Regions from separate parts of the Anas platyrhynchos genome. Here region 1 is linked to region 2. Evidence: chromatin contacts called from public Hi-C data. All regions are on one chromosome and are shown on one strand. Each heading gives the region's core, a stretch centred on a gene start, on an enhancer-like site or on the middle of the called end of the contact. The rest is flanking DNA. Distances are from core to core; before and after follow the strand shown. Region 1 holds the start of EXD2 (exonuclease 3'-5' domain containing 2). Region 2 holds the start of SRSF5 (serine and arginine rich splicing factor 5).

What was found. Hi-C and Micro-C count contacts between places; a contact is called where the count stands out from the background.
Region 1: a Hi-C map of skeletal muscle shows a contact between it and region 2, with 4 times the contacts expected there. The contact joins the promoter of EXD2 here to the promoter of SRSF5 in region 2. A contact is called at or near these places in 3 of 8 Hi-C or Micro-C datasets (liver, skeletal muscle and subcutaneous adipose tissue).

Annotation. Positions count from the first base shown.
Region 1 is chr5:37,162,347-37,168,010 of IASCAAS_PekinDuck_T2T, forward strand. It overlaps EXD2 (exonuclease 3'-5' domain containing 2), which reads right to left and starts at 3,952. Exons shown (of 9, transcript XM_038180680.2): 1 at 3,830-3,952; 2 at 3,335-3,721; 3 at 2,205-2,461; 4 at 958-1,084; 5 at 22-344. The coding sequence starts at 3,679.
Region 2 is chr5:36,884,168-36,890,133 of IASCAAS_PekinDuck_T2T, forward strand. It overlaps SRSF5 (serine and arginine rich splicing factor 5), which reads right to left and starts at 1,358. Exons shown (of 8, transcript XM_027458355.3): 1 at 1,201-1,358; 2 at 592-737; 3 at 440-510; 4 at 172-270. The coding sequence starts at 717. LOC119717064 (a long non-coding RNA gene) reads right to left here. Exons shown (of 3, transcript XR_005266045.2): 2 at 5,564-5,886; 3 at 3,519-3,830.

The sequences.
Region 1 (5,664 bases), core at 2,702-5,201, 280 kb after region 2:
AAAATTTGCTCACAGACTTACCTTGCAGAATATCCCACACCCAGAGGCTTTCGCTTCTGCCTCCGAGGATCTCTCACTTGCTGACTACCAGAAGACTGAACATTCGCAGAAGATTTCCGATTCTTTGTTTTCTGAGGGGAGCGTGCCACTCCACCCTTCTCTCCTGCGCTGCCACTCCTCCTCCCTCTAAATGGGATATCCACCAAGCCCTGGCATTTGCTCAGTACTTTTTCCCAAGTAGCAGCAGAGTTTTCACCGTCAGATACAGCAGGGAGGCAGGCAAATCCCAGCAAATGGAGGAACAGAGCCACTGAGATCTGGGCATCCCTAGCAGCATAGAGAACCTGCAGAAAAGCACAGACGCTGGGATACTGGCAAGCAGCAAACACTCCCCCAAACACCATCAGTCTTTAACACTAGATTCAGTAAAACCAGAAGCTGGATTTGTTTTCCCTTGTTCACTTTTGGCACAATGCCTACTACCGTCCAATGTGATTATTTATCCTGTCACTCCCTCTACTGGTCACTGATTTTGTAGACATCTGCAGCATGACTAAAGAACACAAGCAATTAGGGAAACCATGATAGGCTAAAGATGGTGAACAAGGTTTCCAGGGTCTTTATCTGATATTGCACTGACTGCTACAAATTGGAGGAAAGAAAACAAACAAGTGAGGCTTTGGGTGCACAAACCGCTGGTTCAAGGGGTCTGGCCTTACAGATCTTCCAGGATTAAAGGAAAACAAGGGTCAAGAATCCAGAGAGAATGACAGAAAATTGTCTTCATGGAAAAGGAGGGAAACTCAGGCAGAGGCTGAAATGGACTTCAGATCATAGTCATACAGAACTATTGAAGCAGAACTCAAAGAAGGACAAGATCTCCCTGTTACAATGCCTCTCCTCTAATAAGAAGTTTGCTTTTCTTCCCAAAACACAGAGTTGAAGTGGAAGACACACCTGATGTTGTGTCAGTTCTTCTGCCTCCCAGTTGCTGCAACGCATATGAGGAGACTTGTCAAGCGGGCAGTTCAGGACTTTTTCAGCTAAGGACTTAAGGCTAAGGCAGTTGTGAAGTAGATCCTTCCTTCAGTTTTAACAAAGAAAGCAAAAGAGGCATATTAAAAATGAAACTAAACACTCATGCAAATTTAGGCAGCCTCACACAACCTGGTTCTGCCAGAACACAACGCACTTGATGCACGACTCCCACTCAAGCAGCATACAGGCCCTCACCCTCCTCTCCACTAAAATGTCCGACCTAGATTTGGTAATTACCTAGTGTCTGCAATATGCAAAACAGGCAAGGCTGGGAGCTGGTAACATCTCAGGCTGAAGTATCTGGCTCTTAGATGTAGAGCTCAGGGATATGGTTTAGTGGGGACTGTTAGTGTTAGGTTAGAGGTTGGACTCGATGATCTTGAGGTCTCTTCCAACCTAGAAATTCTGTGACTCTGTGATTCTGAAATAGAGAGGTCTGTCACAGAGTGAAGGACTGTCTGCCCCTAGGGATTCATCAGCCACTTAATAAACAAGCCTGGAGACATTTTCTGAGGAGCATGAGAACCAGGAATGATTCAAGAGGAATCCATCCTCAGTGCTAAAAAGGCACCATCAGGTCACCAAATCCATGCCCCACGTCACTAACAATGCACATATACTGAATATGAAGAACATTCCCAAGTAAAACTTTTTTTTTTTTTTTTAAGAAAGAACAGAGGATGGGAAAATAGCATCACAACTGTAACCTATAAAAGGAAACACTGATACTAGAACAGAAAATTGGAGCTAGTTGGGTTTTTTTAGCCATTTTTCAAGAAATCCTGTAATTTAACAGTTCCACTTAAGTGCCACTCACACTTTTACCCCATAGTTTCAGGCAGTGTCTTCAAGCATCTGTTTACATTGTGAGCTCTCTGACCGTCTTGTATCACTCTGCCTGGACTTCTTACAAGACAAAGCAAGATACTCTGAAAAGCCCTTACAACTATTACACGAGAAGACAGACTGACACAATTAGCATTCATGATTTCATTTCCTTTAAGGCCACAGAATACAAGCCTGCCCACGCTCTAAAGAAAGTGTCCCATCCCAAGAACACCAAACCTACCTGCCCGACATCATCCAGCACACACAAATTACTTTTTAATATTTCAAACTCAAATGGTGTACTAAAAACAGAGCTGCCTCTGTCTTCAGAGGCTTACCGCTGTCTCATGGCTAAATATCGGAGATCCACACTCCCTTTTACTGGAAGACCATAGTCCTGAAGTAACTTGCAAGCATCTTCCCAGCATCCCACCCCTACTTTCAATACAGCACTATCTGCCATGATGTCCAACAGGGTCTTTGGGATAGTCTGTCCACTGGCAACGAGCCTGGGCAACCGGATGAGAACACAGAAGCCACTGGAAGAAGCCATTTGTAGAAGGGATACAGGATTCGCTTTTCCCTCCACAGATACCTGAAATAAAGGTAAAAATCACAGCTGGGTTACTAGCAGTACTGCAGCTGGACCAAATTGTAAAACAGCCCACCAAAGACAGGAAATACTTACCAGACTATGCAATTGAAAGCTTTTCCTGCACAAATTATGTGATTTGTTTCACAGTATTACTGTCCCACAATTACTTCTTGCTACAACCTTGTGAGAGAAATTTTCCTCCTTTCACCCTTGCCCCTCACAGCTGGGCTGGCAGGAGCAAGCAGACACATTCCTTAATCCACGTCAGCACTACAAAAGTGTTTATAGCACACTGCTTAACTGCAGCTTGTACCAATGAATGTGGGGTGAATAAACTTCCAGCCAAAATGATGGCGAAGACAAGCTTCATAAATGACTCAAAGTCTGTTCCAAGAGCTCACATAGGCAAACATACAAGCAGCAGATGAATGCTGCTTTCTGGTATGCCCACGGAGGTCTATCTTCTTATCAGCATTATCCTCCTCTTCTGGTTTATTAATTTTAAGAAACTCTTTGGTACACAGATGGACTTAAAATACTGTAAATCTGAACTATTTTAGTAAACTACATGAAAAGAGGTACTATATAAAACATATGGTGCTATTTAGCCATGTAATTATCACTGCACGTTTAGAACTAGATTTATCACAAAAGTTCAGCAAACAAATGCAAGTAGCGAACTAAAAACTTACAGCCAGCAGACTTAAACGTGAGAACAATCAAAACTAGTGGATAGTTCCCTGGTGTCACGATAGATAATCACGGTTTCGATAGCCAGCCGAGCCGTGCCCATTCCAGCAGAGGCACAGCTCCTCCCTCGATGATTCCCTGCTGCGATTTGCAACCTGGCGGAGAGGCCCTGCGCTCACTCACCCACTCACAGTCGATCCCAAGCACCGGCCGCTGCTCCAGCTCCTTCTTCAGCAGGGGCTCGACCCGCTCCCACTCCTCCTGCTCGGAGACGACCACGATGTCCGCACCGAGGCTCCTGTGTGGCCGGGACGAGGCGGGCGGCGTGCCGAAGGCAGGCTCATCCTCATCCTCAGCCTCAGCCTTCAGCAGCGCCTCATCTGCCGGCCCCCTGCCCGCGTCCCCTCGCGGCTGCCCGCAGCTCGCTGTCCCCCTGCGGCGCCGCGCTGCCCTCCACAGCGCCAGGCCCCCCACCGCCACACCCAGCAGGGTCGCCACAGCCACCGTCACCGCCGCCTGCCTGGGCATCCTTATCCCCTTCCCTGCACCCGCTCGGCGCTTTATCGCGGCCTGCGAGGAGAAAGCAGAGAGGTGGCGATCAGCGGCAGCTCCACGGGCCGGCCCCGGCCTCCAGGCTTCGGTCTCGGCGGTCCCCGCACCGGGCAGCCCCGCCGCTACCTGCGGGGGCTCGGCGGCGGGCTCCGAGCCTGCCCCTCAGGAGCCGGCGGCCCCTGGGCGCCGCCATCTTGTAGGGCCGCTGAGGCGGGGCGGGCGGCGGGCCGGCCTCCAGCCCGGCACCGGGCGCTGCCGCCTCCAAAATGGATGTTTTTGGGGTTAACTTGGCTACTTGTAGCGTAATTGTCACAGAGGGGAGGAAGGGCTCCCCAGGAGAGCTGGCGTTGAGCAGGCGGATCGCCCGCAGGGTGCTCCCAGAGGAGCAGGGTTTCAGCAGGACGACCCATCCATCCCCTACAGCTCACCCTAAGGAGCGGGGCTCAGCCCAGGGCAGCGAGATGTCAGGTCTCACAGGCGATGGGATCAAGTTGGGAAAAGTTTGTTTTCCATGGAGTGGTCTGTTTTGAACACACACATGCTTTAGTAACAGCATCTGTATCTTTTTTTTTTTTTTCCGCAAAGACCCTCAATCTTGCTCTGCACCAAATAAATTTATATCCACTTTGATACTAATCCTCCGGGCTCTACAGAGCAGTGCAATTTTGCACGCTGTAGGAACACACCTCTTGTTCCGGTTCACTCTCCCCTACAGGAAGAGGTGTTTGTTCCTCACAGCCATACCTGGGCCACAGCTTCTCCTTCCATCCCAGATCCAATGCCCCAGACCCAGCTGACAGCTGAAATGCACATCACAGGGCAGGAGGCTACGGCTCTGAGCTCATCACACAGCGCAGAGTATGCACAGGAGAAAAAGCTGGGGTGGCCTGGCTCTACCTCAGAGTTCCCACAGCCAGATGGAGATCTTCTTCCCTCCTACCCTCGCTTCATTCCCCTGCCTCCCCCAAATTGTACAATGCTTTGTGTTACATGGTCATTGTAACCAAGTACAGACCTGGAGCACTGCTTGGATTTTACCACAGTTCCCGTTAAACCCGACTGACTGCTTGCTCCCTGCTCCCTTGCTCCAGCACTAGCATTTCCTTAATGACAGGGGCACTGATTCAGGCAACTGATCCACCTGTAAACTAGTCCAAAGGGAGAAAAAAAAATAACATCTGGGGTCACTGCAGACTTATTTCAGAGACCACATAACCAAGTCCCGAGAAGCCTCTGTGACTGCACTTCAAGGTCCAGCCACCCTGTTGGGTGCAGGCAGTGCATCTTTAAGCACTTTGTCAGAGACTCAAGCTCAGAATAGTGACCAAATCTGAACAAATCTGCAAAGTTTATTCATAGCTGGATCCATTTGTAATAAACTGACATCCACCCAGAAAGCTGAAACAGGTCTTCCCTTTTACAAAGTGTTTATTTTGGTTTCTAAGGTAATAGGACTTTTGTGTAAAGAGAGGAAAAATAAAATACACTAGCACTTATTACACAGTACAGAGAAAATATGATATAATGTAATGCCCAAGCCTTGCTTTTCAATAATAACAGGATTGTATCCTTGGCTGCACCTAAAGCCTGTGTTTTTCATGCTATCACTGGTCCTGTAAACCACAAGTCTCTTTAACAGCTTGTCTTACTACCTACATATCCATTTATTCAAGTGTAAAGGTTAAATTAAAAATAAATGAAAGCAACTGATGCATGAGTGCACTCTGGCAAAAAAAAAAAAAAAAAAAAAAAAAGTTCCCAAAGCCTGATGGGGACATTGCCAAAGATGAGAAGGTAACCAAGTGAGCAAACACCAACTGCTGGCTTAGCCTTACTTACGAGAAATCTGTTGCAGCAGGTAACTGAAGCCCTTACGTGGTAAACAGCAAAATTTACTTTTCTTTGTCTCTCTGTAACCTGATCTGAGATCTCTACAGAGATCGATGTCAAAAGACTCATTT
Region 2 (5,966 bases), core at 108-2,607:
ATAAAGATGATGATTGTATCTAATTTTTTTGATTCTCGCAATCCTACTGCCACATTGGATTGACTAGAAAATCAAACAGCACCTTTTGCTATCTCAGCGTACCTCACGTTTTGGGATGAGATGGGCTTGGGGTTATTTATTAAAGCCCCGTCAGTTCACGGCTATACGTACCTCCTGTCACTACGGGGACGGCGGCTGCTAAAGCGGTCAGAGTACCTCCCTCTGCCTCTGCCACCCCTAGAGCGTGCTCTCGCATGCTCAATTGTAACCCTGCAGAGAAAAAAAAAATAAGGGGAAAGCATGCATCTTTAAACATTTTTTCATGATTATTGAGGGGAAAAAGCTACGGCAGGATTTGAGCAGTGTTGATAATAAGATGTAAATGGAAATCGATGCATGTTTTTCATGTTGGGGTACCAGGGGCGATGCGGCAGCTCACCTCTCGCTGCAAAGCTCCTTCCCATCCAGTTCATAGACAGCATCGTCCGCATCCCTGGGATCCTCGAACTCCTGCGAGCCCAGACAGAAGGCACAGCGTTACACACCGCAATGCCCGCAGCCCCGCGGCCCCCTCCCGCCAGGCGCACTCACCACGAAGCCGAAGCCCCTCTTGAGGTCGATGTCGCGGATGCGGCCGTACCCTTTGAAGAAGCGCTCCACGTCCTTCTCCCTGGCGGCGGGGTTCAGCCTCCCGATGAAGACGCGGCAGCCGCTCATGGCTGGGGGCGCGGAGCAACCTGCGGGGGGCCCGGTGGTCCCCTCAGCACCGTCCCCTCAGCGCCGTGCCGGTGACTCAGCACGCGCCCCCCCCCCCAGCCCGCCCCCTGCCGCAGTCCGCAGCAGCCCGGGCTCGCCCCCGCGGCGGCCCAATCGCAGCCCGCCAGCTGGAGCCCGCCCCGGCCCCCGCCAACCAGAACGCGCCGCTCCCCCCCTCGGTCCCGCCCACTTCCCGCCCGGCCCCGCCCCCCGAGGCGCAGGGGCAGCCGAGCCGCCGCCATCGCTGCCTCCGCCACAAAATGGCGGCGCGGGCCGCGCCCTGCGCGCAGCGCCCGCCGCGGAGGCTGCACGCGGGGCACCGGCACCGGCCCGCCGCGACCCCGTGCGCCGCCAACACCCCTTAGCTAAGGGAACCGCTCGCTCCTCCGCCCCCCCCCCTGCACCACAAGGACATAGCCCCGGGCCGCCGATCCCGTCACCAACCTGGGCTGCGGGTCCCGTTGCGTTCCGGGCCGTGCCGTGCGGGGCGGAGGGGCCGGTGCGGTGCTGGCGGGCGGCTCCTGCTCCCTGCGCGGCGCCTCGCTCCCGACTGCCGCCCGCCCCGCCCCGCCCCGCCAACCGGGGGCGGCCCCGCGCCGCGGCCCCGCCCCGCCCCGCGCGCCCATTGGTGGAGCCGGCCCTGGCCCCGCCCCTCCCCGCCCCTCCCCGCGGTGATGGCGGAGGGGAGGCGGTGCCCGGCCGCCATCTTGGGGAGTGAGGGGACTGAGGGGGGCTGCTCTGCCACAGGGTGGTCAACGTGTCTTGGTGGTGCTCACACCCCTCACGGGTCCTCACGCGTGTCTCTCCCAGCCAAACATAATTAATAAACTGTTAATTGCTGCTCAGCTGCAGTATTCAGCCAGCCCCAGAGCCGCCTTATGTTTACACACATCTGCACCCCATCGCTCAGCCCTCAGCGGGGACGAGCCTGGCGTCATGGCCGGGGCTGTGCCTCAGTGACACGCACCCGAGCCACAAACCCCCACACCTCCTCCTCGCCATGGCATGGTCTGCCGCTGCATCAGGCAATCAGGCGGACCCACCCGGCATCAGATCGCAGCCCATCAGAGCTGTAATCCTGAACAGGCATCACATGCCATCGTATTTATACACATCATCTAATACATGCAATCAGGTTTAGGTTAGCTTCGTGTTTTCATGGTGAATTTATGCCAGCTGCAGAAGGACAGGGTGACCAACCCCTGGTCCAATACGAAGCTTGCAGGAACAAAGAAAAACCCCAAAAATTCTTGGGTTAACGTTTGAATGATCAGAACAAGTTTACACCAGACCAGTGTGTTTAGTTTTACACGCTGAATGTGATACTGAGGAAATGCCACAACCCTTTGAGAGCAAGATGCAGGCCACTACAAAAGCATCCTACTGTGTCAAAGCTATCTGTAAACCTTCAGGGGGTAACAGGAGAGCTGCTGCAGGATTGTGTCCTTCCTCGGCTAGCCCACAGACCTTTCCTGAAAGCCACCCGAGCCCCTAAGCCAACATTTGATGTACCCCAAAATGCAACCACTGCACCCATGACCACAGTCTGCCATTAACTTTCCAAGCTCAAATCACAACACATCTTTGTTTTGACAAACCGTCTTTTTTGTTGTTTACACAGACTCGGTGACTAACATTAGCAAAAGTTTTTGTGCTCAGCAGACAGCAGATTGCAAAGACTGAGCATGTCATGTCACCCCCACCTCTTGCTTAATTGAGACCCAGCATTCGTTTTAAAAGGGATTTGGAGAACATAGGTCATAATAGGGGAATAGCAGGATGGAGGAAATTCACATTACCCAAGTAGCCAGCGCCTGTAATCCTTAAGAAACTCATTGAAGTAGTTAATGAAGCATCACTGAGACATCTGTAGCACCATCCCAAACACCGCACTCCCCGGAGGTGCAGTGATGTTTCGATTGGCAAGCTTACCTTCAAAGGTCAGAGAGGCAATGGAACAGAAGATTAAATAATCAATGTATAAGTACTTTCATTCATTAAACTGCTAAGCTGCTCATGACAACAAGGCTGGCAATCAACAAGCTGTTTCAAATTAAACCAATACTCCTTCCCAGAATAACTAAGCTACTGGGCAAGGGGGAAAAATAGAGAAGTGTTAAACGTGACTGTAGTAAAGATTTCAGTGCTGTGCCACACATGGTATTTTCTTAAGCAAACAGGAAAATGGCAGGATAAAATTAATTGTAAGCTGGAAGCATACCTCTTTCAGTGTTTGCATTCAAAGTATCTCCTTGACAAACACAGGGACAATTCCTTTGCGGAATCAGGGATCTCCTCTCAGCACAGGACTGTTCAACAGCTGCATTAATAATTTGCTAAGCAGATTAGAGCATGCAGTGTTAAAACATGCAGGTGAAACACCCTGGGAAGATTTTCAAACACTCTGAAGACAAGAAGAGAATTCAAAATGAGCCTGACGAACCAAAGCAATGATTCAACAAGATGAAAATCTGCAAGGACAAGGGCAGAAATGTTTACGTTTAGGAAGAACAATCCAGTATGAAATCAGAAATAAACGTTTAGGAAATAGTGATATGTATAAAGGCTTCAGTTAAAGAGGATCCCAATCTAAAAATAACACAATAAATATACTGGCATTGCAGAAACAGGCATAACCTATTCTGGGATGTGCTTACAGCAGGTGTGGTATTTAACAGACAAGTGCTGATCTGTCTGGTGATAGCACGGTAAGTAAGCTTAAACAATAACCTCAATTTCTGTATGGCAAAGTACTACTCAAACACACAGATGACTGCTATGCAGTTCATGAGGAACAACTGATTGAAAAAAAAAAATCACTCAAAGTCATGGATTTTGTAGTAGACTCAAGGTATAGCAAAGCTGTGGCATCGATTGCTTTGAGATAGTTTTCTGAAACTGAAGTGAAACCCTTGCAGAATGCTGGAGTGTTATCAATGCAGTAAGTGGCTTCGCATGTTTATATTAACCATGGTGCTTTTCTCCTACCTTGGACATGCTCATCCACTTAGGGGAGGGCGGTACGTGTCCCATCACTTGTGGTTCCAGTCCTTATTTTTCAGGCAACTGTTGAGCTAAGCAAACACAACATTAAAACAATACACCATAGTGTATTAGTGTTGCACAACACACCATAGCACATAGTGTTGCATAATGCAGGCAAACTCTTTAAGCTGTCATCACAACAGACTTTTTAACCTAGCTGTCATCTTGCACAGGTAAAACAGAGTAGAAAGGACAAACTTTATATATATATGTATATACACACACGTAGCATCCTGGCTCCTCTAGTCTTCTGATAAACCATGCTGGAGAACAAGCTGCAATTTCATCTACTGTTCAATCATTCAAGAGTTAGGCCAAGCATACACAGATTTCTTGTGACACTATAGTTATTTTGAAAAGGTCCGTTTAAGTATTATAAGTCTTTGAAAGTCTTCACGCCAGTATAGAAGTCTTTTTCTTCATGTTCCCTCAAGATACAGAAAAATACGGTCTGTCTCTGATATGTTTTGATGCTACAGTCTGTTCAGTGGCAGACTTGGTTCAGGAGGGTTTTACTCCCAGCTTCTACTTGCTGTTTGCCCTCCTCTTTTACTGATTCAACTTCAGGGTGACAGTAATACTAATTATTTTGGATTTTGCACCCAAAGTATCACTCCTCCCCTTGACACAGCTCTGCTGGCAGAGGAGCAGTGGCTAGATCCATATCTTACTGCATCCAGACTGGAAAATTCACCTCTGAAATGCCGCGGGGGGACAAAGCTCTTCTTGCCAGGCACCGTGCAATTGAGCTTTAAACTCCCCACGATCCGTGTGACTGGTATAAAAGCACAGAGCCGGTCTAACTGGGGGGGACACTGGGATTCACCCCCCTAGCCCATGGAAGTAGCCTCCAAAGCCCTGAAGAAACCAATAACTCGTATGTTGAACATCTCCCTTGCAGCCACAAACACTTGTTTAGACAAACAAGGGTTGTTGAAATGGAAGCTGACGTTCAGCAGGCTTGGCTCCTATCACCCTCAGGCATGGGCAAGTCCTGCCAGAAGCGCCCCACCAGCACTGTGGCTGTCTGGGGGCAGCTTCTCCTTGCAGGGCTGAGAGCAGCAGGGCTTGGAAAAACCATGTACAGCCAGGCGGCATGGCCTGGGGGAAGCTGCAGGGGACAAGGCAGGAGTGCTGGTGTCCTGTTCCTGACAGTAAATTATTACCTGTATGCATTATCTGGTCTCTTTCCGCAGTTCTTCCTCCAAAACACTGACTTGCTTGCTGCAGGCGTTGGTGTCACCTCCCATAAAGAAATGTCCGGGAACCAGCTCCCCTCTCAAGCTCAGCATTCAGATCAGCGATGCTGATCTCCAGCACAGAGCTGAGGATGCTCTCGTTGGTAAAAATTAACTTTCTGCAGATACATTTTGATCTTTGCTTACAAACGTGATGGCCAGAAAGCCTCTGTTTAGATTGCATTTTCTTTAGGATGATGAAATGGTTTGGGGAATAGACACAATTCCTGCTTGTTCTTCACCCCAGGCTGCTTGCAGGCACAAGTCTCAGCTCCTGCTCTAGATCGAAGCCTTCAGCTGTGACAGCGTCCTGGCCCCGTGTCTGCCAGCAACAGCAGAGGCAGGAAGGAGGCCACGGGGCCGGCCAGGCCCCTCCATCGCTCCCCAGCACCTCCTGCCCTCCCCAGAGCACAGCCCTTCCCTGCCTGCTGCAGGAGGAATTGAGAGACTGGGCTGCCTCTGCCCCCTGGGAAATCAGTCTGGTTTAACAAATGACATCAGGAGGGAGGGTTTGTCTGCCTCACCTACGTTTGCCTTCCGAAATTCCTGTTGTTACTCCCAGCTGCAAGACGCTGAACCAGGCTGAGCGCTGCCTTCTCCCCGGGGACTGCTCCCTGCAGATGGCAATATCGCCCTTCCTCTGCGGAGCTGTACACGCTCAGTCCTTTTCATTCCAAGTCCTTCCAGCCTCCCTCCCTTTCATTGCTCTCATGCTCGGCATTTGGCTGGGATGGAAACGTGCACACAGGGTACCCAGAGAACACACTGCTGGGCACTGCTGACAGCTGGGATGGGTTTCCCTTTGGTCTTTTTCCGTGTTTCAGGACTTGTTTCCTTTTTTTACTCTCTATTTAAGAAAAAAAAAAAAAGTTTTGAATATTTTACCCGATTGTTTTCATGTTCAAGACGAAGAGGGTGGCTTTGTGG